2 separate regions of the Rattus norvegicus genome follow, and region 2 is linked to region 1. The links are chromatin contacts, called in public Hi-C maps. All regions are on one chromosome and are shown on one strand. The core of a region is the stretch at or near the end of the contact, and the rest is flanking DNA. Distances in the headings are between cores, read along the strand shown. Region 1 has its middle 58 kb from the start of Zfp648. Region 2 holds the start of Cacna1e (calcium voltage-gated channel subunit alpha1 E).

Region 1 (6,131 bases), core at 1,864-4,363:
TCCATATTCCTCAGCTGTGAATTCTTTGTTTAGCTCTGTACCCCATTTTAATAGGGTTATTTGATTCTCTGGAGTCGAACTTCTTGAGTTCTTTGTATATATTGGATAGTAGCCCTTTATCGGATGTAGGATTGGTAAAGATCTTTTCCTAATCTATTGGTTGCCATTTTGACCTAATGACAGTGTCCTTTGCCTTACAGAAGCTCTGCAATTTTATGAAATCCCATTTGTCGATTTTTGATCTTAGAGCTTAAGGCATTGGTGTTCTATTCAGGAAAATTTCCCCTGAGCCTATGTGTTTGAGGCTTTCCCCCATTTTCTCTTCTATTAGTTTGAGTGTAACTGGTTTTATGTGGAGATCTTTGATCCACTTGGACTTGAGCTTTGTACAGGGTGATAAGAATGGGCCGATTTGGATTCTTCCACATGCTGACCTCCAGTTGAACCAGCACCATTTGTTGAAAATGCTGTTTTTTACCCTCATCGGATGGTTTTGGCTCCTTTGTCAAAGATCAAGTGACCATAGGTGTGTGGGTTCATTTCTGGGTCTTCAATTCTATTCCAGGGCTTTGAGTTTTTAAAAAGACCTGTGCCATTCCCAGTTAGCTCTCTCTGCCTCAAGCTCTGAACTCTTAACTACTGTTCCAGCACCATGACTGCCAACCTATTGCCATGCTCTGTGCCATGGTTGTCATGGATTCTAACCCTCTGCAACTTTAAATCCCAAATACAATCTTCCTTCAATAAGTTTCCTTGATTATGGTGTCTTATCACAACAACAGACAAGTAACTAAGACCGAATGTGTCTAAAAAAAACTCTATGGTTGTCAGGAGAAAGCACACAAAAGCGATGCTTTAATTGTCTAAGCTGTCTAGTGCTTTAAAAGGTGAACTAGGCCTTGTTAATCATTGCTGACTTTTCTGTTTTTAGTCTTGCTTCAATTTAAATGTCTATTTCACTGCTTCTGTGGCATCATGAGGAAATGTCATAAACTCTAGGGGAGCCAAATAAGGGAACCAAGAGGGATCTTACAGTGTCAGCTAGTCTAGAAAGTCCCTTTGTGTGTTGAGTGTCTCTTGAGACACCTTGGGATTTTAGATGGGCTACACAAACATTGTTTTCTCTCTGAGGTATGAGAAAGGGGGGAGGCAGCACCCAAGCCGTTCTGCTGCATGTGAGAAGCTGAAGAGTGGGTTGGTCAGATGTTTTGGGAGGTTAGGACTGTGATCTAGGACAGACTGGAGCCCTTTCTGGGTGTGGCTTGAGTTAGTTCTTAGTTTTTGAAGTTCAAGGTCATAATATTAAGGGAATGCTTGGTGCCTTGATACTTAAGTTGGATGATTCCAAAACCTTCAAACGGCTTCAGGCTGTAATTACCTAAAATCAACATTTCATAGCATGGGTTACCAAGAGTGCCATAGCTTGATGGTAGCCAATTCAGGGGTTACCAGCTCCATTTCCCTCTCCCCTCAGCACACTGCCGGAACATGCCCCTCTATCTGTGGATATCTGAGTTGTCCCCACCTCAGGGGTGCTTGCTCTTCCCCTGCATGGAATGCTCTTCCATCAATCTTGCTGCTTCTGCCCACTCAGATGATGTCTCCAGCATCTTAATGAAGTCTTCTTTGCAACCTTATCTCACCAAACTACTCTACCAACCTATATGTCTCCTCTTCTTAAAGTGTGCTCTTGTGGATCTCTCTCTCTACCTCAAGGATATAAGCGAGGACCTAGTGTGAACTCATGCCTAGGGCAAGGCCCAAAATAGAAGCAATATGTCCATAATAGTGAGAACTAAATAAATCTCTGTTACAATTTTTACTATCTTAGATGGCTAATATATACATGCATTATTGGTTATTAATTGCTGACATTGGTTGTCAGTTTTGTCCAGGTGTCCATCTGGCTAGGATTCATGGCAGTCACTCTTCAGCAACATAATAGGACAGAAAAAGATCGAGTAGGACTGCAGACTGGCAAGAGGTTTGTTTATGGATAGGTAGGGTGGGGACACTGCCAGAGTGGGGATGCAGAAATCAGAAGGGGCTTCTAGAAAAAAGCGGGCATTTGCCTTCAGGATAACTTTTCCTTTCTTCACTCAGAACTGATCCTACACAAAAGCCTTGGCAGAGACAGCAAAGAGGAGCTAACAACAGAAGGGAAGGTCATTTGTCCAACTTAAAAGTGGCATTTTTTTTCAATAGCATCACTTACATAGTACACAAGTGCCTAGCAGACCTTCTGAATCCCAGTCGTTATGTACCAATTGCTAAAAGGAAGCTCAGAGGAGCCATGTGAGCAATTACTAGTCATAAGCTGGAAACAAACTCTGACGAAATGGATTTCCACATCTTTTAGAAATTATTCATGAGGTGAATCTACAGAAAAGAAAATGGGAAGGGGGGAAGGAAGGAGGGGGGAAGGGAGAGGGAGAGAGAACAAAGGAACGAGGGTAGATGGCAAAGAAAATGAATGCCTTGAAGAATCCAGTAAGAGTTATGCCAATGCTCTTGGGAATGATTAACAATAGTGACAGTCCTACTCCACATGGAGAAGTGAATAAATATCAAACCGTCCCACAGTATGAAAGTGGGAAGCACTTAGCTTACAGCATCTCCAGCAGACAGCCTCCAAAGGAAGGCTTGAGTTCCTTAGTCTTTGAGTATTTCTGAACTTCATGGTTCTTTGTGGAAGGGGCCACACCCTTCCTATCTGCCTGTTCTTTAGGCCTGTGACAAAGACTTACGTAAGGCACATGCAGAGAAATAACAGGATCTCTGGGAAACAGCTCTTAAAGGCTTATTTTTAAAAAAAAACTGCATTGCTAAATTTAGGGAAGTGACTCAGAAGACACCCCCACTCCAACACATGCACACCTCCCTAGCTAATGCTCCACACACGTTTAACTGTTTTTCTTGGCATTTAAAAAAAATTTTTTCCAGTTTCAGCACAGGGTTTTGCATCTGCCTGTAAAGGTTCTTGCTGTAGGAATCATTTGCCCTTTTTTTAAAAAAAAAAAAATGAAATGATGGCTTAAACTAAAATGAATAAAATATAAAGCAGGGCATAACAACTCCTCACGTGGCTCTGGAATTTGGGAACTGCATTGCTCATGAGGGGAAAATGTTTTCTCTGAGGGCCTTCGGAATCTCTGCATAATTCTTAGCAGTCACAGGTTATCAATCTTCCAAATGTCACACCGAAAACAAGCGCTTGACATCAGAGTCCTGCTATTGGCTTATTCGTTTGTTTGTTTCAGTGCCATGTGGATGCAGGGGGCCGTGTGGATGCAGGGGGCCGTGTGGATGCAGGGGGCTGGGTGGATGCAGGGGGCTGTGTGGCAGCTGCAGGCAGGAGTGCCCAGCAAAGTTGGTAGACCCCAATCTAGAAGAGCCAGTAGGTCAAATGTCAATGAGCACGCCATTTCTTCTCAACACTTTCATTTCAAGTATGTAAAGACTTGAGAGGTCTGGAGTGAATCAGTCCATCCCAGAGTTATGTGCAGAGGTCTATTGAGGTAACCCAACACAACCTGGTCTCCTCTGTTCGCTCGAAGGCTCAGAGGCATTTTTAAACCCAGATGTGAAGGAAAGTGAGATTATGGAAGTTCCAGAAAAATGGGCATCTCCAAATGATGGTAAGTGAGGTGATCCTGAGTCAGGGAGGCATAATCTTTCATACGTAAATCCTAACCTTCAGTGTCTGTATGGATTATGTAAACAAGGGGGTATGAGTAGGCACAGCGTATAAACCTAGGCCATGGGAGGGGGAACAAGAGGCACTGAGGAAGGTGGTAAGACAAAGGGACCAGTGATATGAGAACAGAAAGGGGGTCCTACGGGTGGGAAGAGTACAGCAGGGATAATGGCTAGAAGGAGGAAGAAGGATAAATATCTAACATTGCTTTCTTTGGAAAATGCCACAAGGAAGGCTAATGTTTTGCATTTTAAATAAAAAATAAAATTCTAAAGGACTATGTTTTTTGTAATTAAAAACAATAATAACCACAGGGTGTTGGTGATTGCATTGTTCTCCCAACTGTATTGCTCCTGAGGCAGGCTTGCGTCTGTCTCCCTGTCCTGATAACCTTTGAACCTGTATGCCCCTGGATCCTGAGGCTTTCTGAACTCATGTTTGAGAACGAGCCCCTGAACTAGATGTCTGTGTGAACAGCCGTGTGAGCTGCTAGCAAACTGCAGATTCGGCTCAGCTCCGCCACAAGAGAGCTTACATCTTGCAGGTGCTGTGAAGAAGAATAAGAACCCTGCCTTCCAGCTCTTCCCAATCATGGTCCATTTGATCTCTGTGATGAGGAACCAGGTGGTCCTGTGAGCCCATAAATGCAGAGGGGAAGCTCCAAAGATTGGTGATTGCTTCTGGTTCACCGCCCCACCAAGAGATCATCTGCTGTCCTCGGTTGTTGACTTAGAAATACCACGTATCGAAAATGTGCGACTAGATGATGAAATATTGAAAGGAAACTGTCATTTGTTTTTGCAACAAATCCCCTACATACTGAACCGAGGGAGCTCTATTCTGGTTCTGGGGAGGACTATAATGAAGAGGGCTATTATGGGATAAGACAATGGTTGTCAAGGATCCTGCAAATAAGTGTCAGGAGCTTCTGCCTGTGACTGGCAAGTCTGAAGTCGTTTCGGAGGGCGGGAGGGAAGCATTGCATCGAGAACAGGAAGACTCTTGTTTGATGCCAGAGCAGCTTGAAATCTGGTCCGGAATATTTTATCAAAAAAAAAAAAAAGCTTCTCTGATTTGGGATTCTCTCTTCTGAGCAAGACAGTTGCAATCTGCTTCAAGCTTTACAGCTAATGGTACCACCCACCAAGACTCCTTTTGGACCTATGACTAGGGACATTTGTTACAGTTTTCAAATGACCCCTAATTGTGCCATGGGCACATCATCTCAAGCTACCAGAGACCTGATCTGGAGGCAGGAGCAGCAGAGGGGAAGAACTGGCAGAAATGACGAGGTTTCAGGAGGTGACAAGTAGATCACCCACGACATGCTGAAGGCCTTTGAAGAAACGACCCACTCTATTGAGGAAGACTCTGCTTCCCTGCTCTTCTCCCCAGACATTTGACTGGAAGAACAGCAAATGAAGATCCAAAACATTAAAAGGGAGATGTGGGACCGGAGCAGGGAGAAGGCAATAGACGAGCAACAGGACCAAAGGATGCTGAAGTGGAGCACATGTAGACTGAGACAATTTCAAAGTAGAAAGGCACTCAGTTTCAAGTCTAGGGAAATGAAATGCCCACTCTCCCAGCCCCCATATGTATAGCAGCAGGCAAGAGAGAACATTGTTCCCTAAAAAGAGAGTGGGATGTTAGGAAGAGAAGTGGAGGAGAGACAAGCTATTACATGACTACATTTTCCTACAGGAGCTGACCACTTGAAAGCGGGCACTGCAGGCAGCCAGGCCGCACCCTCCTGGGAGGGACTTCTGAATTCCCAATGGCTGTTTTCATCTGACTTTTGGAAAGCGTAAGTAAGGTGGGCTGCCTCAACCACTGAACCTTTGGCAGTCTGGAATCTGGGGATAAAATAGGAGGAGAGCCATGAGGTAGGACCAGTTTCTTTCCTTGGGGACCACTGGATATTGGGGTCTCCTAGGGATTTGGGCCCCAGGGTGCCAGGAAGCCCTGAAGATATTGGGTCTTAATTCCTTTTGAACCGCATCTCCTCTATATTTCTCTCTCACATGGCCCTTTCTTGTTTAGTTGGGCAATCAACACCGCCCCCATCTTCTTTGTCCTTCCCCTGTGGTCACTTTCTCATTGTCACAATGGGACTGTAGTCCAGGGCGTGAGCAGTTGTTGTCTTTTGAGAGTACTTTGCCTTTTTGTCTTGCTCGGTAATCAACCATGAAGGCTTCTGACCTCAGACACACCAATTTTAAGTTTCCTTCCTTCCTTCCTTCTTTCCTTCCTTCCTTCCTTCCTTTTTTCCTTCCTTCCTTTCTGTTCATTTGCATGGCTGAGTTCTGAGTTCTCCCACATTCCGGATCCTGGTTCCCTTTGGTACTGTTTCCACTTCCCTACAGAAGACTTGGCGTTTCCCCACCTTTCTTCAGCCCTTTCTTACTCTTGCCCTTCCTTCTACAACTCCTAC
Region 2 (6,131 bases), core at 2,082-4,581, 500 kb before region 1:
AATCTTTAAAAAGGTATCCACCTGGCAAGTTGCAATGTGAGAGATGAGAGTAGGAAGCCAGTATAGAAACCCATAGTTCTCAAAGCTCTCAAAAGCTGTGGCATTCAGGTTGGAGGTGAAGAGAGAAGATTGTGCCTTCCTCCAGCTTTGCTGCCCTTAAACCAAGCGCCCTTCTAAACCTATTGATACCATGATACATTCCCTCGCCCTCCGGGGACTGTTTCTTGAAGAATCCTAAGTAGCTTCATTTCAGAGCCATCCCTGATCCAGAGTGAGCTCTGCCTAGATGTTTGTGAAGCCTGCTGTCTGGGAATGCAGAAAGGCTGGGTTCAGCCCCACGGGGTCCCAACGCTGCCACATAGTATATTGTCTTGCATATTCTAGGCCTCTAAAGAATTGCAGCAGTCACAGGAAACCCAGCATATGGAAGAAAGAGGAAACAGAATCAGTACTAGATCTTTGTTTGCTGGGTAAAGAGACAAGGTAGGGGTCCTTAATCTTTCTCAGAAACACTTCTGGAAGGTAAAAGGCTAGTGTACCCTGTTTAGCAAACAGACACAAAGGCATGATGAGGAAAGTGTTATGTCTCATCAGAAAAGTGAGATTTAGAGCAGAGCCTGCGAAGCTATACAATCTCCTGGAAGTTATGAAAGACACATCATTTATGTCATCATCCATATGGCTCATTATTGAATCCCCAGTGTCTAAAATAGTGTCTGTTGTGGGGAATGGATGCAAAAATATTTGCTAAATGAATGGTTTGTATGGCTTCTCTGCAATGGATTATGGGTCTCCTGGAAATCAGATATTTTAGTCCCATTTTACAGAGTTCTGAGGCAGCCACTTGGTCTACGTGACCATCTAGTAACACTTCATGGTCACCCTCCTTTATTTATATCTCCCAATAAGTTTGTCAGCAAAGTGAGATAACAATAACAGGTGGGATTGACACACTTCCAACAGTAATTTGGTCTGGAATGGTCTCCGATGAATCCCAAGGTCAACACAAAGTTCCTGAGGGCATGCAAGGCCTGTGTTGAGACCATTTCTTTTACACAGAACCTCTTCCATCACTCACTCTCTCTCTCTCTCTCTCTCTCTCTCTCTCTCTCTCTCTCTCTCTCTCCATTCTGATTCAACAGACATGTACCAATGCACACATACAGACATGCACAGACACATACGAGTAGGAATACACATGCCTCACACTCAGACAACACCTTATCTCTTGTCAGGTAATTTCACACAGTGCCTTTCATAACTGAGAAGACACCCTCCCCCATGTTTCCAACACTGGGGCTTTGGTCAGCCTTTGCTTGTGTCTTCAGCCACCCCTTGCCCTCAGCCCTTCCACCACTCAGAAAGGATATGGATACAGCTACATGCTGAAGCCAAGGGTGAGCACAAATCAAGGAAAGGGTGCTCCAGAGAGTGTAGATGACAGGAGGGAGCAGGGGTAGACTGTCCATGGAGTCTCCTGTAGGCAAGAACTAGATTGTTAAACAGAACTTCTTTCTCTGGACTTTGAAGCTTACATTTCCTACCTCTACACCTCAGACTCTCTCTCTCTCTCTCTCTCTCTCTCTCTCTCTCTCTCTCTCTCTCTGTCTCTCTGTCTCTCTGTCTCTCTCTCTCTGTCTCTCTTAAAATGAAGTAGGATTGAGAATGTCAATGGACCTTAGTTGAAAAATAAAAGGTGGTGGTGGGTGGCATTTACTGAGGCTCACTGTCTGGGGACTGGAATATCTGGGCCACCTGCCAGGAGGTAAGCAGAGTCCAGGCTAAAAGGCTGCCTTGTAAGGTCCCTTAGGACCCATAGGACAGAAGGTCCCAGAGAAGCAGAGGGCACTTCTCTATGAGGCCTGTTAAGTGTTGGTTTAGGAAGAGGGCATTCTCTTTGCCCTGGGCATCCCTGCTGATGGTAACTAGGAGATCCGAAGCAGAGGCTACAAGATCCTGGGGGAGGAGTGTCCCTACCCTCCACTAGAGCAGCAGCGAGCAGAACCCTATGCAGGGCATTGCAAGAGGCACACAACTGGGTACCCTTCCTAGGACCAAGGAGAGTGTGTTCCTGGACAGGTCCTTGATCTGTTGCAGAGAGTCCGCAGGCATCACCAGCTTCAGTGGGCCTCTCTTTTTCATCACTTGAGGGAACGGCGGCGACTCTTCCTTGGTAGTCTTTAGTAAAACGAATCTACAAGCCAAACCAGCCTCACCACGCTGGACTCTGAGAGCCCCGCCCCCGCGTCCCTCTTGGCCACCTTGCTGCGCTGCTGCGCTGTGCTCTTCAACCTGCCCTGAAGCATCATCTCTGCTCTCTGTAGCCAGGAAGGCCGGGAGGAGAAAGAGCTGGTCTTTGGTGAGGAAGTTCGGTACGTGGATTAAGTCCTATGCCCTGCCATCGCTAGCTAGACTGACTGCAACCTGTTCCTCGTTGCGAGTGCTCGACCGCCCGCCCGCTCGTTCGCCTGCTTGCTCTCCCACCCTCTCCCCGGCGCAGCCGCGGATCGCTGTTGCATGCTGATCCTGGGAGGCGGCGGCGGCGAGCGCTCTGGGCGGATGCTGGCACTTGGGCTTCGCTGCTCTCTGGTTGCTGCTCAACTTCTACCCCAAACGCAGGAGCTGTGAAGTCATTTGCCCCTCTCCGGCTGGTTCGACTCCTTATCTTCATTTTTCGGGCGATGCGATTTACGCAGGAACCTTAGTACCGCTCTCCCCCCCACCTCCATCTCCCTCTCTCCAACCTTTGGATGCATCTCCGCTGGCAGATTTAAAGAGCCAAGTCTTGGCTGTGGAATTTCTTATGGACTCTCAGGGGCTGGCGTTCTAAAGCATGTCACCGTAACTGGCCCTCGTCTTTTTTTCTTTTCATTTTTTTTCAAAGTTCTTTTGTTTGCATTTCCTTCTTCCTCTCTACCCCTCACCCCAGCCAATAAATCAGCAAACTGTTACCTAGCGGGCCAGTGCCTGCCTTTCTCTGAACCAGGTGGTACGTGTGCCAGAAGAGGAGCTATGTTTGAGGAGCAGCCTACTCCACCCCTCTCCGGTCCCTGAACACCACCCCACGCTGGCATTTTGGGGAAAATATTCCCTCTAGAAGCCCTACCCCCTTCTTCTTCTTCTTCTTTTTTTCCTTGAGGAATGGAGCTTCGCAGAGGTTGCCTTTAGATTCAACAGTTCAGAGCAAGGCTGAAGAGCCTGCAGGGGTCCCCAGAGGCAGTGGTCCCTGCGCCTGTGTGGATAAGGCTCCGAGCCTGCCTGTGTCTTTTCTGCCTCTTGTTGTGTGCGGGTGTTCGGCGATCACCTTTGTGTGTCTTCTGTCTGTTTAAACTTCAGGATGGCTCGCTTCGGGGAGGCGGTGGTCGTTGGCAGACCAGGCTCAGGCGATGGAGACTCGGACCAGAGCAGGAACCGACAAGGAACCCCCGTACCGGCCTCGGGGCCGGCGGCCGCCTACAAGCAGTCAAAAGCGCAGAGGGCGCGGACTATGGCTTTGTACAACCCCATACCAGTCCGGCAGAACTGTTTCACGGTCAACAGATCCCTGTTCATCTTCGGAGAAGATAACATTGTCAGGAAATATGCCAAGAAGCTCATCGATTGGCCATATCCTTTCTTGCCCACCATGACTTCCCTCTCCCTCTTTGCATTCCATCGGGTGAGGGGGGGGGACACCTAGCATGGAATCTATTCCCCAACCCTTCCTGGTGCCAAAATTTGCCCCTTTGCTCAAGTGCACCCTACCTTTTTGCATCCAAAGGGCAAGCCTGATGCCCTGGAGACCTATTTGGGCACTAGTGATTTTCAAGGTAAGACTTTTGGTTTTTGGGATTATTTTTCCATGTAGAAATCTCTAGTGTACTCAGGTGCCTGGTGTGGAGGCATCTGCCTTTTTCTAGGCTTTGTCTGTTTCTCAGCCACCCCCAAAGCCCTAACCCTTTCAGAAGCTGCACTCCATGTGGTTTGGCTTACTTCGAATCTCAGGGATTCTTTCGTAATCAGTTCTCTCTTTTCCTCCACTTAAGCCAATCCCTCTGCTCCCATTCCTAATAGCTGGGAAGACGCTTGTACTGTCTGCCAGCAGAGAAGTTGAGGCTCTGGGAGGGGATTTATCAGACCAGAAGCTCCAAAGAGCAGGAGCCAAACCCATGTATACAGGTAGACAAACGAATACTCATGAAACAGGCGTTGGGCTAGGGAGTCAGCTAACTCTGGAGACCAAGTTTAAGTTCTACTGAAAGTGAGTGGCTGTCAGGGGAGGGGATCATGTTACCACCAGCCCAAATGGCTCAAAGTTGGAGCTCTCTTTTCAGGCAAAGAGGTGTGTTCATCCTTTCTTTGCCCTGGGTTGCTACTCTTGTAATGTTTGCCATACCTGGTTGCTCTCCCAGTATCCTGAGCCAGACAGGTCTCCTGGGCCCGAACCCCTCAGCTGAGGGTCAGAGGTGTGCAAACAATTTATCTTTAAAAGCAAGGGTGTTGTTCTTCACAAAGAGTGGCTAGGTCATCTAGGGAGGTGGTGCTGGTTTTGGGGGTAAAAGGCCATGGAAGGAACACCTTTGCGGGTTTCACCAAGCTCACGAAATGCAGGCTGCTGATTAGGCAGCTTACTCCTGCTCTGCACTAAGAATTTGCATGCTCGACAAGGCCATTAGGAGTTGAGGGTGGTAGGGTGTTTTGGATATTACAGGAGGCAAGCCAATGATTTGAGGTTAGATGGGGGGGGGTTGGCTTGAGGACAGGGACTTTGGTGCTTGTGGAGGCACAGTTCTTGGGAAGAATTCACCTGCAGAAGAAACTCCTCCTCTTTGCCTCTTGCTCCCTCCCCTCAACCTCAACCGTCCCCTCAGGTGTGCAACAGCGAGAAAGCAGAGGCTGGGGACTGGGTGTTCAAGTATTAGTTTGCAATGTAGTTCACTCCCCTCAGGGCCTGAACAATTCCTGCAGCCCCCAACCTCTAGTTTTTGGCCTTCCTTTTCTTTTTTCTTTTTTCCTCTTCAGTTCCCTGCTTCAGCTGCTTTGGGATTGGCTGGCGCATGGTGCTTCTAGGCAGCACCTCATTAGAAATGAGGGAGCATCTCTAAGCAGTGGTGCTTCCTGCTGCTGTTCACATCCTCCCACAGCCACCCCCTGGCTGGGTTTCTCCCTTTCTCCTCCTTGTTCTCCAGTTCTCACCTCCCCCTCCCACCTCCACAGAGTGCTTGGGTTGAACTATTTAGATGGGGGCTTGGGGCGGGGGAGGGGTCTGGCCCCTGCAGTCATGCCTGTCAGTGAGCTGCACAAAGCGGACAGATTGCATTGTATTGCACGCTGCGGCTGCAAATAGCTCTTCAGAGCGGTACTGGACCGATCTCCCAGTGAAGGTCCCCTCCCTCGACCGCCGCCTTCTACGGCTCTTTTAGATTTTCCACCCACCAGGTGCCTCTTTCCTGTGACCTGCTTAGGACACCCCCCCAACCCGACAGCCCCCTTCTCCGTTTGCTTGCAGTAGACAAAGCAGCCTCTCAGTCCCGCAGATGGCAAAGTGTAGCAGCTCTCCTTGGCACCTCGGACAGCGCCATCAAAACTCCCTGGCTGGTCGCCGCTCCCTAGTCACCCGGTGCAGCACGTAGGGTACTTCCGGCTGGGCTCAAGCTCCGGGACTGGGACACGAAGCACGTTTCCCGCACCAAAGCCTTTTCCTCTTGTCACTTCTGCTGCAAAGACACGGGTTTTCCACCAGGAGCTTTGAGAACCAGGCGCTGCTAGGTTTTATGCATCCCCTTTTCTCTCCTTTAGCCAAAATGAACTAAGGATCGCCAAAGGAGAGATTCTGGAGGGAGTGGATTCCATTGTCATACTCAGTGCCTTGGCCACAAGTCCCGTCCCAGTCACCTTTGCTGTCTTCATACTTAGACATTTTACAGTTTTTCTACAGCCCATAGGCTGTTGTAGCCTGTTCAGACAGCATCTGCTAAGATGTTGAGGGGAAGCTGGTTGGATTTTTTCCCCTTCTGGTTGTACAGTGTAACTGACTAACGTATTCCCTCCGGTGGTGACCACGTGGAAGCATTGTGCCTCTGTGGGCTCTGCATTTTCTTCCAAGCCGCATCGGAGCCAGTGTCACCTTTCCTCCAGTGTCCAACATCCAG

The links. Hi-C and Micro-C count contacts between places; a contact is called where the count stands out from the background.
Region 2: a contact with region 1 is called in a Hi-C map of frontal cortex, with 2.1 times the contacts expected there. The contact joins the promoter of Cacna1e here to the enhancer-like site in region 1. A contact is called at or near these places in 6 of 12 Hi-C or Micro-C datasets (the A7r5 cell line, the Rat2 cell line, frontal cortex and 2 more).

What each region holds. Positions count from the first base shown.
Region 1 is chr13:68,942,188-68,948,318 of GRCr8, reverse strand. No RefSeq gene overlaps it. Among named protein-coding and RNA genes, the nearest start is that of Zfp648, 58 kb to the right of the region's middle. Within about 2 kb of position 3,113, at least 25 of the 93 cell types and tissues checked have an H3K27ac peak or open chromatin away from gene starts, as enhancers often do.
Region 2 is chr13:69,442,010-69,448,140 of GRCr8, reverse strand. It overlaps Cacna1e (calcium voltage-gated channel subunit alpha1 E), which reads left to right and starts at 3,331. Exons shown (of 47, transcript NM_019294.3): 1 at 3,331-3,606. The coding sequence starts at 3,338.